Linked DNA regions of Zea mays: region 1 is linked to region 2. Evidence: chromatin contacts called from public Hi-C data. All regions are on one chromosome and are shown on one strand. The core of a region is the stretch at or near the end of the contact, and the rest is flanking DNA. Distances in the headings are between cores, read along the strand shown. Region 1 overlaps LOC100304403. Region 2 holds the start of LOC100191665 (Importin subunit alpha-2).

Region 1 (2,989 bases), core at 203-2,702, 110 kb before region 2:
GTAGCAATCACTCATTTCGGTGCCATGCGGGCACTTAGTCAGAAACAACTGCCTTTTATGTGCCTGTGTGTCTGTGAGGTGGACGGTTCTAGACATTTCGGTTCAAGATAGCAAATCGGACAATTTGTATACAGTTGAAAAAACTAACTGGTGCCAGAGATCAGGTTGAACAGTGGTGGTACTTGTTCTAAATTTATTAGCATGTTTGATGGCACCGCACAACATTCACCTCTTCTCTGGAACACTATCAGTAGACAAATATAAAACTATGGACTTGCTGAATTGTTGGTAGTTTGTTCTGTATGATTGAGACTTGTATGCTTTTACCATATATGTTCTTCTAAAAACCTTTTTAAGTTAGGTCACCAAAATCTATTGTCGTGTCGCTTCTTATGTCATTTTGAATGTCATGGGACTCCTGTTGATCTGATCTGCGGCATGACAATTACGTTGTATCTTGGTTAACACCGACAAATATACTATTTAAATAGATGTTTTTTTGTGGGGTGGGCGGTGGAGGCACCCAAAGTGTGCCTCATCTTATATTTATCAAATAAATTGTTCTTTTAATCATCACAGATGGTGTCTAGGAAGCTCCATCATGTGATAAAAAATGCCATTGCCTGTTGTTCCTGAACCTGCATGTTTTTAGAGAATCTGTTCTGCCAGTGTAGAGTGCGTTAGTGTACAAATGGTGACTTGGCACGTATGTGCTTCCACGATCATCCCCTTGTGTCATCCACCCTTTAAAGGCTTGTTCGGTTATTTTCAATCCATATGGATTGGAGGGGATTGATACGGATTAAGAGGGATTTTGATTTACTAGGGATTGAAACCCTCTCAATCCCCCTCAATCCATATGGATTGGGGTAGAACCGAACAAGCCCTAAAGAGATGGAATGGAAAAAAACATGGTGAGCTGATTGCTGATATTGAACTGGTGCATCATGTGCGCATTTATACCTGCCTGCTGTTTCAACACTAAACGTGAAATGTCTACCTTCAATTTCGCAGGCTCTTGAGAGAAGAGGAAGAAGAAAGAAGGGTCTTTTCTTCAAGTAGTTTCAGCTATATTACACTTGTTTCTACGCTGCTTCTAATGTATGTATGTAGCATTTTGGTTGATCGGCGTGGTGCACAAGTGTTCTGTTTCTGTAAAATACTAGACGATTGTGTTGTAAAACTAACCAAAATGCCAAGTACACATGTTAATATTTTCTGCCCCACTCAGAAGAGCTAGAGTTTTGCCATAACGAGTGCAGCTCCGCGTTTGGCTTCCAGGCACAGCTAGATATAGTTCAATAATGTAATCGGGTGAAAAAGAATTGGGCGGCCCCAGAAGATGCTCTTTGAGATTTTATCTTTGCCAGGAGTCGTCCGCCCTACACCTGGTGGGCGGTGTCTGCCTGCCTGGCTTGTGACTTCAAAATTGGCAGCGTGGAGATGATGAGGTCACGGTTCACGCCCGAGAAATAACTAGCATGGCCATGGCCATCGATCCGCTAGGTCTGCGAGTAGGTTTCATACGTGACACTGATACGCCAGAAACAGAATGGACCGGCCTTACATATGTACAAATCACATAGGTATCCACACTGTTCAGAAATCTTATCTTTTGGTGCATGATCTGCTGTTTTGTCGCAGTGTGTGTCACGATCCCTTACCATACACGTTCGGTCCAGTTCACATAGGAGCACACTACAGTGACCGTTGAGCACAACGTGAAATCATCAAATTTGATGAATAGTAAGGTTCGAACAAGTTGAAGAGACAAACCGTCTCGATCTTACAAGATAATACTCCCTCCGTCTCAAAATATAATCCGTTTTAGACTAATCACATATTCATTAAGTAACATATGAATGCAATTTTTATGTATGTCTATATTTATCATCATTTGAATAAATTTGGACGGAAAAAAGTATTCTAGAAAGAACTATATTTCAGAACGGAGTGAGTATAATTATAAGATAATATTGAGTCAAATCAAATAACGGGGCGTTTGGATCCCTTCATTTTAGAGGAATTGGAATTCACTCAATAAAGTAACTTATTTAGTTTGGAATTTGACATTCCACCACTTTCTAAATTTCAGATATAAGCCTATCTTAAATTCATGGGGTGGAGGGTGAGAAATGATTTTATGCATTACTAGAATTGGTTTCTAATCTATAATTTACATGACACTCTTCGTCTCACTTCCCTATAGTAAAAATGTAGCACATAAATATCTCCGACATCTTGCTAATAATAGTATACAAATATATTTTGCATAAAACTGAATTAGCTTAATTGATATATGTCTAAATTACTATTATTAGAATGGAATTCAATTCTAATGATCCAAACGGGCTGTAAGTTTAAATTTAATTAGACTTATAAAAAAAGCAACGATGCTTATATCTACTACTCTCCCTCCATCCTAAAATATAGTTCATTCTAGCCATCTTTTATCTATCCACATTTGAGTGAATAATAATGAATATAGATATGCATATAAACTACATTCATGATTAATTAATTAATATATGTTTAGCCTAAAACGAATTATATTTTGGATGGATGGAGCACTAAATAGGTGTTGTTGTAAGTATTCGTTACGGAAAAGTATCTTTATATAGTGTTGTTACTTGATCCAACTTAGGGTCCATTTAGATGTAGATATTGGAGATGTTAGAATTGAATTGCATCCAATACCAAATCTGTCTAATATTGAAAATGAGTTGTAATACAAATCTATTGTTTGGATGTACCTGGAATTGCAATTCCCGTCAATACAGAGGGTCTAGTCTCTAAATTATGAGAGACAACTTTTAGTCATAGTCCAATGTTGAGGAATTGACTTTAATTACAACTCTAAATTCATTAGCCATCAAACAACAAAATTCAGAAATTATGGTTCTAATTTCCAATTCACGTCCAAACAGGATGTTATACTAATTTGACTCATTTGTTCTAAATTATAAGTTGTTTTTAACTTTTCTAGATA
Region 2 (2,955 bases), core at 280-2,779:
CTCTCAACGACCACCTTAGTGTTCTCTGATGTGCCTGATGCAATGTTGGTGAGTGCCCATGCAGCCTCAAACTGCAGCATAAGTTATATATCGCAAATTGCCACTGATTAATAAGAGAGAAAATAAAGTAAAACCATATAATTGATCAGTGCTACTGTTCCCAGACCTGGAGTTGGGGATGGTCCTCACGTGTAAGAAACTCAATGAATCGCGACACCACTCCTGTGCTGATCACCTCTTCGATTGGGGGACTACGAGAGAAATTTATGGAAACTCAATCAGCAAGTTACTACTTAACTTTCACATAAAGTTGTAGTGGGAATTAAGAAAGAAGTACCATGCACTCATCTGGATTCACCAACAAATACAAGAATCCCACAAGATATCAAAGCTGCTATCTACGATGTACAAGAATATGAAAAGAGGTACGCAGACTCTCCATGACCTTTTTAAGACAATAAAACAATGTATAACACACACTAATGCGCAAACACACACATAGTCTGCATATACCATTTTAAGACAATAAAACAATGTATAACACACACATGCATGCGCAAACACACACATGGATGCAATGATAATTGCCCCAGCTGCAAGCAGAACACTACTGGAAAAAATAGAATAGTGGTTCATGAAATCAAATGCTTTCAGGAGTATAACTTTTTTCAGAACTTTTGGGCATACATGGTCATATGCATGTTGCAGAGGCCATAGGATAGGGTTTGTTTTTTTTCTGACGAGACAGTAAATTAAGTAATCTGAAAATGAGAGGGTGCAACGACTAATTTTGATAGCTCACAATCCACAAGTCAAGTCCTGTATACAACAATTGCCCGAAACAGCTACAACTGACCATACCCTCACGTTTGGGTATGGCCTAATACCTCGAGCATGGCCCAAATCTCAACCCCTAAACTCTATCCATCTGGAATGCTAACTGCACATAAGATCCCAATCTCAACTATAGAAAGCAGCTTCCTGAACTGTGTGGTGGCCTCAAGCTGCCCGGAGGGGTCGTTGGAGTGGACGGCCTGCACCATCGCCGGCAAGCCATCCCGTCACCAAGAAAATCAGATCTGAACCCAGCAGATCGAGTGCCACCACGTCACCCATACCCTAACACAGAGAGCGGATCAGATCGGGGCCAGGAAGAACAAGGGAGGGGGCACCGCACCTTCTGCTGGAGCGCGGTGGAGTGGCCCATCGGCGGCACACCGGCGGCGGAGGCGGGAAACCCATCGCAGCGCTTCTTCTGGAGACTTTCCTCGCGCTTGGCCTTGCGCATGTCCATCATCTGGCCCTCGCGGCGGCGGCGGCTCTCCTCCGCGTCCACCGTCTGCTTGTAGTTGCCCTTCCGCATCTGCTCCCGCTCGCTCGGCCGGAGCGACATCGCGGCGAAACCCTAGGAGGACCCGGCGGCGGCGTGCAGTGTGTGGGGACTGGGAGGAGGGGGGTCGGGTGCAGTCAAGTCGCTCGCGCAGCCACGCACGCACGACAAGACCGACCCCATTCGATTTCGAATTAGGGAACGGATTCGATTTCGAATTGGCGAACGGAAAGGAGATGAGACAATTAGATTTTTGCCACTCACAATGTTGTTTTCTTGTTATAATTACCACTGTGTTTATAAATTGTGGGTCCAGCTGGGTCTATGAAATGTGGCCTGATGATAATTTTACAAATCTGTTTCTTGTTGATGGAAAATATCAGAATCTCTCGAAAGGAGATACGAGTGAGTTGGAGGTGAAAGTTTATAAAGGCAGCATCCCTACCTGGGGCACAGAGGACGCGGAGAAAAAATGGCAACAAGGGCTGCTGCGTGTGCGAACATCGGTAGAGAACTGTCAAAAAAACGAGGTTATCAAACTAGCTCTTAGGATTTAGATTCTCCTTTTCTTGATCCTCCAATCTTAATATGATTGGTGTAATCTTTGGATTGTTCCTGTAATCTTGAGCACGAGCTTTTCGTTTGGCTGGTCAAAAGCTGAAATCTAACTTTCTAGAGGAGGCCGTAGGAAGTTAGCGGCTCATTTGACCACACCCGCGGATCAGCAATTAAAAGTTAACTTTCTAGAGGAGGCCGCAGGAAGTTAGCTGCCCATGCTAACTTCCTACGGCCGCCTCTAGGAAGTTAGTGGCTCGCTTGACCGAACACACGGGTCAGCATGTGAAAACTAACTTCCTACAGCTTTTATAAAATACCGTAGGAAGTTATGTTTATTTCCTAGAGCTACCAGTTGCCTCTCGGAAGTTATTTATTTCCTACGGTTTTGTCGGCGTTTCGAGACCGGGGGGTCCCCGAGCCGACGAGTGAGTGTGCTGCGTGCCCCAGCCCAGATGGGTCGAGCGCGTGGGTGAGCGCGAAGGGGGGAGAGGCGAGGTGGCCGGAGACGGGCGTGAGAGAGGTGGAGATCCCGCGGCCTTCGTGTTCGTCCCGCGCCCAGGTCGGGTGCGCTTGCAGTAGGGGGGTTACAAGCGTCCACGCGGGTGAGGGAAGCGAGCGGCCCCAAGAGAGCGCCTGTCTCGTCCTCGTCCCCGCGCGGCCAACCTCCTCTAAGAAGGCCCTGGTCCTTCCTTTTATAGTCGTAAGGAGAGGATCCAGGTGTACAATGGGGGGTGTAGCAGAGTGCTACGTGTCTAGCGGAGAGAGAGCTAGCGCCCTAGGTACATGCCAATGTGGCAGCCGGAGAGGTCTTGGCACCTTGCTGGCGTGATGTCGTGGCTGTCGGAGGAGCGACGGAGCCTGGCGGAGGGACAGCTGTTGGAGCGGTCGAGTCCTTGCTGACGTCGCCCTGCTTCCGTAAGAGAGCTGAGAGCCGCCGTCGTCATAGAGCTTGTGGGGCGCCATCATTGTCCATCTGGCGGAGCTGGCCAGATGGGACGCCGGTCTTGATCTCCGTGACCCGAGTCGGCTCGGGGTAGGATGATGATGGCGCTCCTTGTTGACGTGGC

What was found. A called contact is a pair of places that touch in the nucleus more often than the background predicts.
Region 1: a contact with region 2 is called in a Hi-C map of ear, with 2.4 times the contacts expected there. The contact joins the enhancer-like site here to the promoter of LOC100191665 in region 2. A contact is called at or near these places in 5 of 25 Hi-C or Micro-C datasets (ear, leaf and tassel).

Annotation. Positions count from the first base shown.
Region 1 is chr3:29,924,149-29,927,137 of Zm-B73-REFERENCE-NAM-5.0, reverse strand. It overlaps LOC100304403, which reads left to right. Exons shown (of 21, transcript NM_001165839.1): 21 at 1,015-1,249. The coding sequence ends at 1,062. Among protein-coding and RNA genes, the nearest start is that of LOC100304403, 35 kb to the left of the region's middle. Within about 2 kb of position 1,452, at least 11 of the 20 cell types and tissues checked have an H3K27ac peak or open chromatin away from gene starts, as enhancers often do. A contact at or near this core is called in ear and leaf, where this site is marked.
Region 2 is chr3:29,817,603-29,820,557 of Zm-B73-REFERENCE-NAM-5.0, reverse strand. LOC100191665 (Importin subunit alpha-2) reads right to left here and starts at 1,529. Exons shown (of 3, transcript NM_001367115.1): 1 at 1,178-1,529; 2 at 167-251; 3 at 1-71. The coding sequence starts at 1,242.